Regions from separate parts of the Macaca mulatta genome. Here region 1 is linked to region 2. A link is a contact called in public Hi-C data. All regions are on one chromosome and are shown on one strand. The core of a region is the stretch at or near the end of the contact, and the rest is flanking DNA. Distances in the headings are between cores, read along the strand shown.

What was found. A called contact is a pair of places that touch in the nucleus more often than the background predicts.
Region 1: a Hi-C map of fetal cortex germinal zone shows a contact between it and region 2, with 2.2 times the contacts expected there. The contact joins the promoter of ANKLE1 here to the promoter of USE1 in region 2. A contact is called at or near these places in 2 of 14 Hi-C or Micro-C datasets (fetal cortex germinal zone and liver).

What each region holds. Positions count from the first base shown.
Region 1 is chr19:17,767,725-17,773,532 of T2T-MMU8v2.0, forward strand. It overlaps ANKLE1 (ankyrin repeat and LEM domain containing 1), which reads left to right and starts at 1,660. Exons shown (of 11, transcript XM_077978275.1): 1 at 1,660-2,037; 2 at 2,112-2,264; 3 at 2,700-2,805; 4 at 2,916-3,054; 5 at 3,273-4,010; 6 at 4,137-4,314; 7 at 5,459-5,618; 8 at 5,718-5,808. The coding sequence starts at 1,814. All of the region lies in intron 1 of DDA1 (DET1 and DDB1 associated 1), which reads left to right.
Region 2 is chr19:17,693,765-17,699,663 of T2T-MMU8v2.0, forward strand. USE1 (unconventional SNARE in the ER 1) reads left to right here and starts at 3,367. Exons shown (of 8, transcript NM_001257921.1): 1 at 3,367-3,515; 2 at 3,808-3,857; 3 at 3,996-4,074; 4 at 4,172-4,324; 5 at 5,460-5,469. The coding sequence starts at 3,414. It overlaps MYO9B (myosin IXB), which reads left to right. Exons shown (of 40, transcript XM_077978240.1): 40 at 1-938.

The sequences.
Region 1 (5,808 bases), core at 410-2,909, 72 kb after region 2:
TGAAGTCCTAGTTGCGCTGGATTGAAAATGGGCAACACAGAACGAGGGCTGGAAATTTTTAAAAAGATTGTTTTTAAAGACAGGGTCTTGGCCAGGTGTGGTGGCTCATGGCTGTAATCTCAGCACTTTGGGAGACCGAGGCGGGCGGATCACAAAGTCAGGAATTCAAGACCAGCCTGACCAACATGGTGAAACCCTGTCTTTACTAAAAATACAAAAATTAGCCAGGCATGATGGTGCATGCCTGTAATCACAGCTACTGGGGAGGCTGAGGCAGGAGAATCGCTTGAACCCGGGAGGAGGAGGTTGCAGTGAGCTGAGATCACACCACTGCACTCCAGCCTGGGCAACAAGAGCAAAACTCCGTCTCAAAAAAAAAATAATAATAATAAATAGGCCGGGCGCGGTGGCTCACGCCTGTAATCCCAGGGCTTTGGGAGGCCGAGGCGGGCGGATCACAAGGTCAGGAGATCGAGACCATCCTGGCTAACACGGTGAAACCCCGTCTCTACTAAAAATACAAAAAATTAGCCGGGCGCGGTTGTGGGCGCCTGTAGTCCCAGCTACTCGGGAGGCTGAGGCAGGAGAATGGCGTGAACCCGGGAGGCGGAGCTTGCAGTGAGCCGAGATCGCGCCACTGCACTCCAGCCTGGGCGACAGAGCGAGACTCCGTCTCAAAAAAAAAAAAAAATAATAATAATAATAATAATAATAATAAATAAATAATAAAGACAAGGTCTCTGCCTGTAATCCCAGCAGTTTGGGAGGCTGAGGCAGGCAGATCACCTGAGGTCAGGAGCTCGAGGCCAGCCTGGCCAACATGGTGAAACCCCATCTCTACTGAAAATACAAAAATAAGCCGAGCGTGGTGGCACATGCCTGTAATCCCAGCTACTCAGGAGGCTGAGGCAGGAGAATAACTTGAACCCGGGAGGCAAATATTGCAGTGAGCCCAGATTGCGCCACTGCACTCCAGCCTGGGCAACCGAGTAAGATCTGTTTCAAAAACAACAACAACAACAACAACAACAAAAAACAAACAGACATGGCCTCACTCTGTTGCCGAGGCTGGTCTCAAACTCCTGCACTCACAAAAAGAAAGGAAAAATAACAACAAACTAGTAGCCTCAAGCGATCCTCCCGCCTCAGCCTCCCAAAGCACTATGATTAAAGGCCTGAGCCGGGCCCTCGGCCTGGGGGTTGGAAATTGAAGCCTCTATTTTATGTATGTATGTATGTATGTATTCATTTACTTGTTTATTTTCTGAGACAGAGTTTTGCTGTGTTGCCCAGGCTGGAGTGCAGTGGTGTGATCATGGCTCACTGCATCCTCGAACTTCCGGGCTTAGGAGATTCTACCAACTTAGCCTCCCAAGTAGCTGGGACCACAGGCGCAAGCCACCACGCCCGGCTAGTTTTTTGTATTTTTTGTAGGGACAGGATTTATCCAAGTTGCCCAGGCTGATCTCGAACTCCAGAGCTCAAGCAACCCTCCTGCCTGGGCCTCCCGAAGTGCTGGGATTACAGGTGTGAGCCACGGTGCCTGGCCTAAGCCTCTCATAAGGCCGTGCGCCCTCTCAGAGGCCACCCTTGCAGAAGATTCCCTGAGACTTAAAGACCTGGGGCACCCCGGACTTTCCTAATCGTAGCTCCACCCACTCGAGGCGGGTGCCTCTGCGTTTCCCGTTTTTAAATGAGATAGTGGCACACCCGGTGGCATCCTCCCGCCCGGGCTCTTATCGGCGGTCCCAGCCCTGCTTGAGCGCCTCCGGGTGTCACGGGCCTCTGCGAACACCAAAGCTCTCGAACCCCGATGTGGACCCCGGTGCGACGCGGGGCAGCCTGGCTGGGAACCCTGCTCAGCCCCGGAGAGGGTCCCCATGAGCCGAGGGGCGGAGCGGCGCATGCCCACAAGTCAGCCGCGGGAAGTAGGAAATCGACCCGACAGGCGGTGCGCTTCGGACCCCACCAGGGCATGTGCTCCGAGGCCCTCCTGGCTCGCAGGTTGCGGGCGGCGCTGCGGGAGGAGGAGCCGTGGTGAGGGCGGGGCCGGGGGCGGGCCAGGAGTGGGGGTCTTTGACCCGAGTCCACTCTGACCCCGGTGTTTGCAGGGCGGTAGAGGAGCTGCTGCGCTGCGGCGCGGACCCTAATTTGGTGCTGGAGGATGGCGCAGCTGCTGTGCACTTGGCTGCCGGAGCCCGGCACCCGCGCGGCCTGCGTTGCCTCGGGGCCCTACTGCGCCAAGGCGGGGACCCCAACGCTCGGTAAGGTAGAGCCTGGGTCCGGGGCGGGGTCTCCCCAAGCCGAAGTCTGGGAATCCGGGAAGGGGCGCCCCACCATCCCGGGCCAGGGCCTCGGAGCCCGAGGGTGGGGTTTGGGGGAGTCTTGGGGAGGGAACTTGGGGGTCTAAGGGCAGGGGCTAGGGCTCGAGGGAGGCGCTGGGGCCCCAGACCGAGGGCGGGGAATGGGGCTGCGCTAGGACCAAGGGTTTGGATCTTGTGGTGGAGCCTCCAGGGTCAGACGGGAGAGGTTTGGGTCCTGGCCTGAGGTCATAGCATCTAGGTTCCAAGGGCAGTGTCCCAGGGTGGACAGTGGAGATCAGGGGGCCGAGAACAAAGGCTCCCGGTCCCCAGAGCGGAGATCGGGGTTCCTGCCGGGAGGCTGAGTCCGCAATGACCCCTCTTGCGCTGCCGCCCCAGATCTGTCGAGGCATTGACGCCGCTGCATGTGGCCGCTGCCTGGGGCTGCCGCCGCGGCCTGGAGCTGCTGCTGAGCCAAGGAGCAAACCCGGCGCTGCGCGACCAGGTTGGGAGGCACTGCGCGGGCAAAGAAAGGCTGGGCGAGCCCAGAGGGAGGGAGGGAGGGAAAGAAGGTAAGAGGGCCTCGAGCGCCCCCTGCTGACCGCGCCCCTGTAGGACGGACTCCGGCCGCTGGACCTGGCCCTGCAGCAGGGGCACCTGGAGTGTGCGCGAGTCCTGCAAGATCTCGACACGCGGACCAGGACCCGGACCCGGATCGGGGCAGAGACCCAGGAGCCCGGGGCTGCACCTGGCAGTGAGTAGGGCCTGCAGGGCTGCTGGGGCTTGACTTCTGGACCAGTCCCTGGCATCCACTGTCTCCCCCACCCCGCCTATTGGTTCTGTCTTACGTCCACTCTCTGTGGCCAGCTTTTTCGGCCTCAGACATTCCTATCTCCTTTTTATGTCTGATCTTATTCCCATCGCTGTCTCATCCCTCCTCCTCTCCTCTCTGACCCCCACTCTCACCTGCAGCTCCAGGCCTCGCTGGATCTCCTGATGAGATGCTGGACTCCATAGCACTCCAAACGCAGCCATGCAGAGGTGACAACAGGGACATGGGCTTGGAGGCTGACCCAGGACCCCCCAGCCTCCCTGTTCCCCTTGAAATTGTGGACAAAGATGGGAGCTCAGCGTCCCCTCCAGGGCACTGGGATTACAGCTCAGATGCCTCTTTCATCACAGCGGTTGAGGTCTCTGGAGCTGAGGACCCAGCCTTGGACACTCCCCCCTGGGCTGGGTCATTGCCACCGACCAGGCAGGCACTTCTGCATGTTGTCCATGCCACCCAGAGGGTACCTAGGTCTCAGGGCACGGAGGCAGAACTGAATGCCCGTCTGCAGGCCCTGACTCTGACCCCACCAAATGCTGCTGGCTTCCAGTCCTCCCCTTCCTCCATGCCTCTCCTAGACAGGAGTCCAGCTCACAGCCCCCCACAGACACCACCCCCTGGAGCTTCTGACTGCCACGGCCTGTGGGAGCACCAGACATCCATTGATAGTGACATGGCCACGCTCTGGCTGACAGAGGATGAGGCAAGCTCTACAGGTGGCAGGGACCCTGTCGGCTGTTGCCAGCACCCGCCAGTCTCCATTGTGTCTGACTTGGAGTTGCTGCAGGGGCTCCGAGCGCTTGGTGAGAATCCTGGCCCTGTCACACCCTTCACCCGGCGATTCTACCTCCAGCGGCTGAAAGAAGCCCAGATTGCCCCTGGTTAGTCTCCCCAGGGCACGTGGAATCCAGGGAGCCTCCAGGAATCTCCCAGAGAACCCCAGCTCTCTGCCCCACTTCCCTCCCCATCTCAGAATCATCCCTTCCTCCATCTCCCTTGACTTCCAGGCCCAGAGTTTTCAGGGCACAGCCTAGAACTGGCTGCAGCCCTGCGGACAGGCTGTATTCCAGATGTCCAGGCAGATGAAGACGCGCTGGCCCAGCAGTTTGAGCAGCCAGATCCCGCCAGGAGGTGGCGGGAGGGGGTGGTGAAGTCTAGCTTCACATATTTGCTGCTGGACCCCAGGTACTTAGGGCAGGAAAGCCCCAGAAATGGAAGCTAGAAAATTTGGGGATTGGTTTTTATTCGCTGTGTACCCTTAAGAAAGGGACTGGCCCTCTCTAATCATCAGCTTCTTCTTCTTTTTCAAGACGGAGTTTCATTCTTGTTGCCAAGGCTGGAGTACAATGGTGCCGTCTCAGCTCACTGCAACCTCCACCTTCTGGGTTCAAACAATCCTCTTGTCTCAGCCTCTCAAGTAGCCGGGATTACAGGCACCCGCCACCACACCCGGCTGATATTTGTATTTTTGGTAGAGACGAGGTTTAAACATGTTGGCCAGGCTGGTCTTGAACTCCTGATCTTAGGTGATCCGCCCACCCTGGCCTCCTAAAATGCTGGAATTACAGGTGTGAGCCACCACACCAGCCTCTTTTTTTTCCTTTTTTTTTTTTTGAGGCAGAGTCTCACACTTTCACCCAGGCTGGAATGTAGTAGTGCAATCTTGGCTCACTGCAACCTCTGCCTCCTGGGTTCAAGCGATTCTTGTACCTCATCCTCCCAAGTAGTTGGGATTACAGGCATGTGCCACCATGCCTAGCTAATTTTTTTTTGTAATTTTAGTAGATATGGGGTTTCACCATGTTGGCCAGGCTGTTCTCAAACTCCCGGCCTCAAGTGATCCTCCCGCCTTGGCCTCCCAAAGTGTTGGGATTACAGGCGTGAGCCCCAGCCGGCCATGGTGGCTCACGCCTGTAATACCAGCACTTTGGGAGGCTGAGGTGGGCGGATCACGTGAGGTCAGGAGTTAGAGATGAGTGTGATCAACATGGAGAAACCCCATTTCTACTAAAAATACAAGATCAGCCAGGCGTGTTGGCACATGCCTATAATCCCAGCTATTCGGGAGGCTGAGGCAGGAGAATCGCTTGAACCTGGGAGGTGGAGGTTGCAGTGAACTGAGATCATGCCATTGGACTCCAGCCGGGAGAACAAGAGTGAAACTCTGTCTAAAAAAAAAAAAAAAAAAAAAGGAAGCTGCTGAATGTCTTTGGGGAGCCACTGCCTTTCTCTGATCCTGTAATCAGGAGTCACTAGACGTGACTTTAAGGACTGCCTCTGGGGACCACTCTATCCACTTTTCCCTGTCTGAGCTGCCCCCTTCATCCAGGGAGACTCAGGACCTGCCAGCCCGAGCCTTCTCACTGACCCCAGCTGAGCGCCTTCAGACTTTCGTCCGTGCCATCTTCTATGTGGGCAAAGGGACGAGGGCCCGGCCATATGTCCACCTCTGGGAAGCCCTTGGTCACCATGGGCGGTCAAGAAAACAGGTGTGAGGACAGGGATCAGGGTTCAGTAAGGGCAGTCAGGCCATGGGCAGGGGAGGGGATTGGGGGTGCTGACTCCGGACTCTACCCTAACCCCCCCAGGCCTGCCCCAAAGTGCATCAGATCTTGGACATCTGGGCCAGCGGTTGCGGCGTTGTGTCCCTACATTGCTTCCAGCATGTGGTCGCTGTGG
Region 2 (5,899 bases), core at 2,117-4,616:
ACTGGAGCTGGGCGCCAGAGCTGCAGAGCTAGTGTTCGGCCCTCAGAGAAGGATCCAGAATCAAAAGCTCAAGAGCGACGTGAGGTGGGCACCGGCCCCAAGTGCAGAGTCAAGGCAGGGAGAGGCCGGCTGGAGCCAGGCCCCCCTCGCACCCAGCCCCCAAATCACCGACGCACCTGCGGGGAGCGCCACATCTCCGCCTGCAGCCTCACATCTCCCCACTCCCCTTTTGTACGTTTAACCGTTTCTTTGTACGTGGTTTACGTAACTTTAAACTGTAACAGCCTTAATGGAAGACCAAATGGTTTTTTATATGTGTATGTACAAAGTTTTCTATTAACGCTGCCCGTCTCCCTTATAACCTGGACTTGAGCTGTCAGAGCGGAGGCCACTAGGCCCCTGTGCGTCTGAGGCTCAGACCCCTGCTATGGTTGGCTTGGGGTGGCCAGTGGGCTGGGACCCTCCATGAGAGTTTTGGACACTTGGGCCACCTGACCCGTGCCCGTCTGACACATGTCTCCGGGGGACAGCCACCTGGCCAATGTGCATGTGAGGACGTGCTGGAACCTTCTATGGGGGTCTAGGCTATTGGCTGGAGCCAGGACATGAGTCAGGGGCACCACAGACCTCACATGCCAGGGAGACTTGAATGTGGCTGTCACTCTTCCGGACGCCAAGGGCTGCAGGAGGCTGGCTGCTCTTGGCACTACCCACCCCATGTGACAGAACAGGAGCCAGTGACTCAGGACTGCTCACGGACCAGGAGGGCAATGCCTGAAGTCAGACCTCCCTACAGGTCAACAGGGACAACCTGGGGATCTCTGGAGCAGGGCCCTCCTCTCTCAGGCTTGGCCCACTCCCCCAGACACCTGGACACATGGCCACAAATCTGGGACAAAGGGCCCTCCGCACGGCGTGAAATAAAAAGTGCCTGAGAAGTGTGTGCCTGGGATGCCTGCTCATGTGGGATCGGGCTTGGAAGAGCAGGGCCAGGGGGTGGGGGTCTGCCCTGTGGCCTCAGCCAAGAAGGGTGCAGGGGATGGTGGAACACTGTCCTCAAAGATCTGTCTTGACCCTCCAGCAAATGGAGCTCCCAGCAGAGCCTCACTTGGCAAGGAGCACCTGCTGTCCTTGGGAGCCTCTCTGGCCTCCCTGTTTCAATGCCCAGTCTCTGGAGCCTAAATGTCAGCTGCAGCCACCACCCATCCATCAGAGGTAGCCAGTTCCCTGTGGGCCCAGCAGGACAGGAACAGATGGGCTCCCAGGCTGCCATCAAATGGGAGTTGTGGGCACTGGCTGGCTGGTGTTGGTTCGGGGGCCCTGAAGAACCCAAGTCCAGACTGCACATGCCAGAGGTTTGAGGGGCTTGTCCAAGGCCACACAGCTGGGAGGGGCATGGCTGGGATTTAGACTCTGCCCTGCCAGCCTCTAGAGGCCCCTTTGATGGGCCCTGGGTTTGGTCTCCATGGTTGTGGGGTTTTTTTGTTTGTTTTTTTGAAACATGGTCTCTGTCGCCCAGGCGGGAGTGCAGTTCGCACGATCTCAGCCCACTGCAGCCTCCACCTCCCAAAGCGATTCTCCTGCCTCAGCCTCCCGAGTAGCTGAGATTACAGGTGTGCACCACCACACCTGGCTAATTTTTGTATTTTTTGATAAACAGGGTTTCACCATGTTGGCCAGGCTGCTCCAAACTCCTGACCTCCAGTGATCCACCCACCTCACCCTCCCAAAGTGCTGGGATTGCAGGCATGAGCCACCACACCCAGCCCTCCATTGTATTTTTCTTTTTTTTTTTTCTTTTTTTTTTTTTTTTTTTGAGATGGATTCTTGCTCTGTTGCCCAAGCTGGAGTGCAATGGCGCAATCTTGGCTCACTGCAACATCTGCCTCCTGGATTCAAGCGATTTGCCTGCCTCAGCTTCCCAAGTAGCTGGGATCACAGGCACCCACCATCACACCCAGCTAATTTTTGTATTTTTAGTAGAGACGGGGTTTCACCATGTTGGCCAGGCTGGTCTCAAACTCCTGACCTCAGTTGATCACCTGCCTCAGCCTCCCTAAGTGCTGGGATTACAGGCGTGAGCCACTGCGCCCATCCGTCTATGGTATTTTTCAAGGACATCAGGCCCACTGGTGTGACCAAGGTACAGATGATCTAAGGTATGGGAAAACATGAGGGCTGCATGCCAGGCCCTGGTCCCTGTGAAGCCCCCACCCTCATCCTCTCACTCCAGAAGCGTGGCACTGCAGGCATAGGGGTACTCAGCTTCCAGGTAATGAGGTGGGCTGGGAAGGGGTTCTCTCCACGGGGGTCTGGGCGTTAGGGGGGACCCAGCCCCACCTTGCTCACTCTGAGGCAGAGCTGCCCCATATCACCCTTGAGGCAGGTACTGTCACACTGTACATTTCCCGGGGGAAGAAACGGATCAAGAAAAGTTAAACTCGCCCAGGGCCGGGGATGGAATCAGAGCTGGAGCTGTGACCTGGAAGCTCATAACCACAATACAGATGAGCCCCGCTGAGGTGGGGGAAGCCTTGGATTCCTGAATTCCAGGCTAGAGCCCCTCCTACAAGAGAAATCGGGAAGGGCCCGCGGAGGTGAAACAGCTCCGACTGGGAAGAATCCAGGTAGTAGTGGGGTGGGGGGAGGTACTTCGAGCAAGCAAAACAGAACAAGAGGGCACAGTGCAGGGGGGTCTGACACCCGAAGATCCCGGTCGTCCTATCATTCCCGAAGGGTTAACACGCTCTCGAAGAAAAGGAAGTGATTCGCCTGAGTAAGAAAGAATGGGGTGGCGCCTCTCCTATTTTTTTTTTTTTTTTTTTTTTTTGAGACGGAGTCTCGCTCTGTCGCCCAGGCTGGAGTGCAGTGGCCGGATCTCAGCTCACTGCAACCTCCGCCTCCCGGGTTCACGCCATTCTCCTGCCTCAGCCTCCCGAGTAGCTGGGACTACAGGCGCCCGCCACCTCGCCCGGCTAGTTTTTTGTATTTTTTAGTAGAGACGGGGTTTCACCGTGTTAGCCAGGATAGTCTCGATCTCCTGACCTCGTGATCCACCCGTCTCGGCCTCCCAAAGTGCTGGGATTACAGGCTTGAGCCACCGCGCCCGGCCCTCTCTCCTATTTTTTTTTAAATAGAGGTAGGGTCGCGCTATATTGCCCGGGCTGGCCTCGAACTCCTGGCTTCAAGCAATCCTTTCCCAACTCCGCCTCCTAAAATGCTGGCATTACAGCCCTGAGGCAGCGCGCCCGGCCCAGCGCCCCGCCTCAAAACAAGGTATTACTTCTGCTCCAAACAAAGATGGGCCAGCGAACGGGAGCAGGCGAAACATCCGCCCGGAAGGCCACTTGAAGGCACTTCCGCCCTCTCTTAACATGGCGCCGGCGGAAGGGGCGGGGTAGGGCCGGGCGATAATGGCGGCGTCGAGGCTGGAGCTGAACCTGGTGCGGCTACTATCCCGCTGCGAGGCGATGGCAGCGGAGAAACGGGACCCGGACGAGTGGCGCCTGGAGAAGGTGAGGGGATCTCGCACTGCCGCGTAGAGTCCGACTCCCGGGGGGTGGTTCCTAGGGTTGGAAGCCACCTAGCCGGACTCCCCTGCCCCAGTAGCCTCTCGGGCAGCGCCCTTTCCGGTCAGTCCCGCCACGTCTACCTGTAGCTTCCGCCCCCGTCCCTGGGACTCCGCCCCTCCCCCACTGGCCCCGCCTCCTTTGCGCTTGACCCCTCCCATTTGTCGGCCCCGCCCCCCACTCCCATGAGCAGGACGTGGGAACGACCCCCGGGTGACAATCCACTTTTCCTCCCCAGTACGTGGGAGCCCTGGAGGACATGTTGCAGGCCCTGAAGGTCCACGCGAGGTGAGTGCAGGCAGCCTTACTGCTTTCACATCAGCACGTGGCTATTCTGGGACATCCCAGTACCGCTGTCCCAGCTGGGACCCTTCCCTGAGCTGGGGACCATGGACAGGCTTTCTTTTTCTTCTTCCTACCTCCCAGCAAACCGGCCTCTGAGGTGATCAATGAATATTCCTGGAAGGTGGATTTTCTGAAGGGGATGCTGCAAGCCGAGAAGCTGGTGAGAAGGGGTGCCCCTCCCCCTCAGCCCCCATCACCGCTCACTTTCGTCCCCAGGACCTGCCCCTCCAGTGACTTCTCTTCCCACATTTCTGCAGACCTCCTCCTCAGAGAAAGCACTGGCCAACCAGTTCCTGGCCCCTGGCCGTGTGCCAACCACAGCCAGAGAGCGAGTGCCCGCCACAAAGACGGTGCATCTGCAGTCACGGGCGCGGTACACCAGCGAGATGCGGAGTGAGCTACTAGGCACGGTAGGGCTCCTTTCCTGGTCCCTGGGAACCCCTTGGACAGGGACGGGGGTTCTATGCCTGCAGGCAGCCGGAACCACAATACTGTCAGATACAGGGGCTCTGAGGGGGTCCAGCAATCGCTTCCCTGGGTCATCACACAAGGCCGCCCAACAGAGGGGCACTGTGGCTAAGGCTTTGCTAGATGAATAGCAAATTTGGTACAAGGCAAAAATGGAACGTGTCAGGTTAAGCCCCAGAGTTGGCCCAAGAGCAGGGTTTGAGTCCTGGCTTGCAACTTACAAGACACGAAAGTTTCTTCAGCTGTAAGAGAAGATGACAAGTTCCTTTCTGAGCACTTTATGTGGATCAGCTCAATCTTTTAAAATATGAGTTGTTGTGGCGGGGCGCGGCAGCTCACGCCTGTAATCCCAGCACTTTGGAGGCCAAGGCGGGCAGATCATTTGAGGTCGCGAGTTAGAGACCAGCCTGACCAACATGGAGAAACCCCGTCTTTACTAAACATACAAAATTAGCTGGGCGTGGTGGCACATGCCTGTAATCCCAGCTACTCAAGAGGCTGAGGCAGGAGAATCGCTTGAACCTGGGAGGCAGAGGTAGCGGTGAGCCAAGATTGAGCCATTGCACTCCAGCCTGGGCAATAAGAGCAAAACTCCATCTCAAAAAATATATATATATGAGTGGTTGTTACCAGTTTATAGTTGAGGAAACAGGCTCAGAGGTCATGGGATTTCCCCATGTCCTGACTGAAGGTGAAAAGGTTGAGATCAGAAGGGACAGGTTTGGGAACAAGACAAGGGGGGTGACTTCATGGCATTTACTTTTTTTTTTTTTTTTTTGAGATGGAGATTCACTCTTGTTGCCGAGGCTGGAGTGCAGTGGGGCGATCTCGGCTTACTGCAACCTCCGCCTCCTGGGTTCAAGAGATTCTTCTGCCTCAGCCTCCTGAGCCATGGAATCACAGGCACCCCTACCACACCTGGCTAATTTTTTGTATTTTTAGTAAAGATGGGGTTTCATTACGTTGGCCAGGCTGGTCTCGAACTCCTGACCTCAGGTGACCTGCCCACCTCGGCCTCCCAAAGTGCTGGGAGTGAGCCACCGCACCCAGTCTCATGCCACTTACTTCTTTCCACAGGACTCTGCAGGTGAGTCACCATGAACACAACAGGACTTGAGGGCCAGCTGCCTAGGACAAGACATACATCCTTGCTGCCCTGGGGCCTCCATGCCCAGCCTGACTCCAACAGCAACATAACCAAATTACACGTGGAGGAAGAGCCAGGACAGAGGAAATGACCCCGAGAGGAAACAGAGCTAGGCACTCCTGCCGGGCACAGTGGCTCACACCTGTAATCCCGGCAATTTGGGAGGCTGAGGCAGGTGGATCACTTGAGGTCAGGAGTTTGAGACCAGCCTGGCCAACATGACCAAACCTTGTCTCTACTAAAAATACAGAACTTAGCCGGATGCAGTGCCGCCTGTCTGTAGTCCCAGCTCCTCAGGAGGCTGAGGCAGGAGAATTGCTTGAACCCAGGAGGTGGAGGTTGCAATGAGCTGAGATCACACCACTGCACT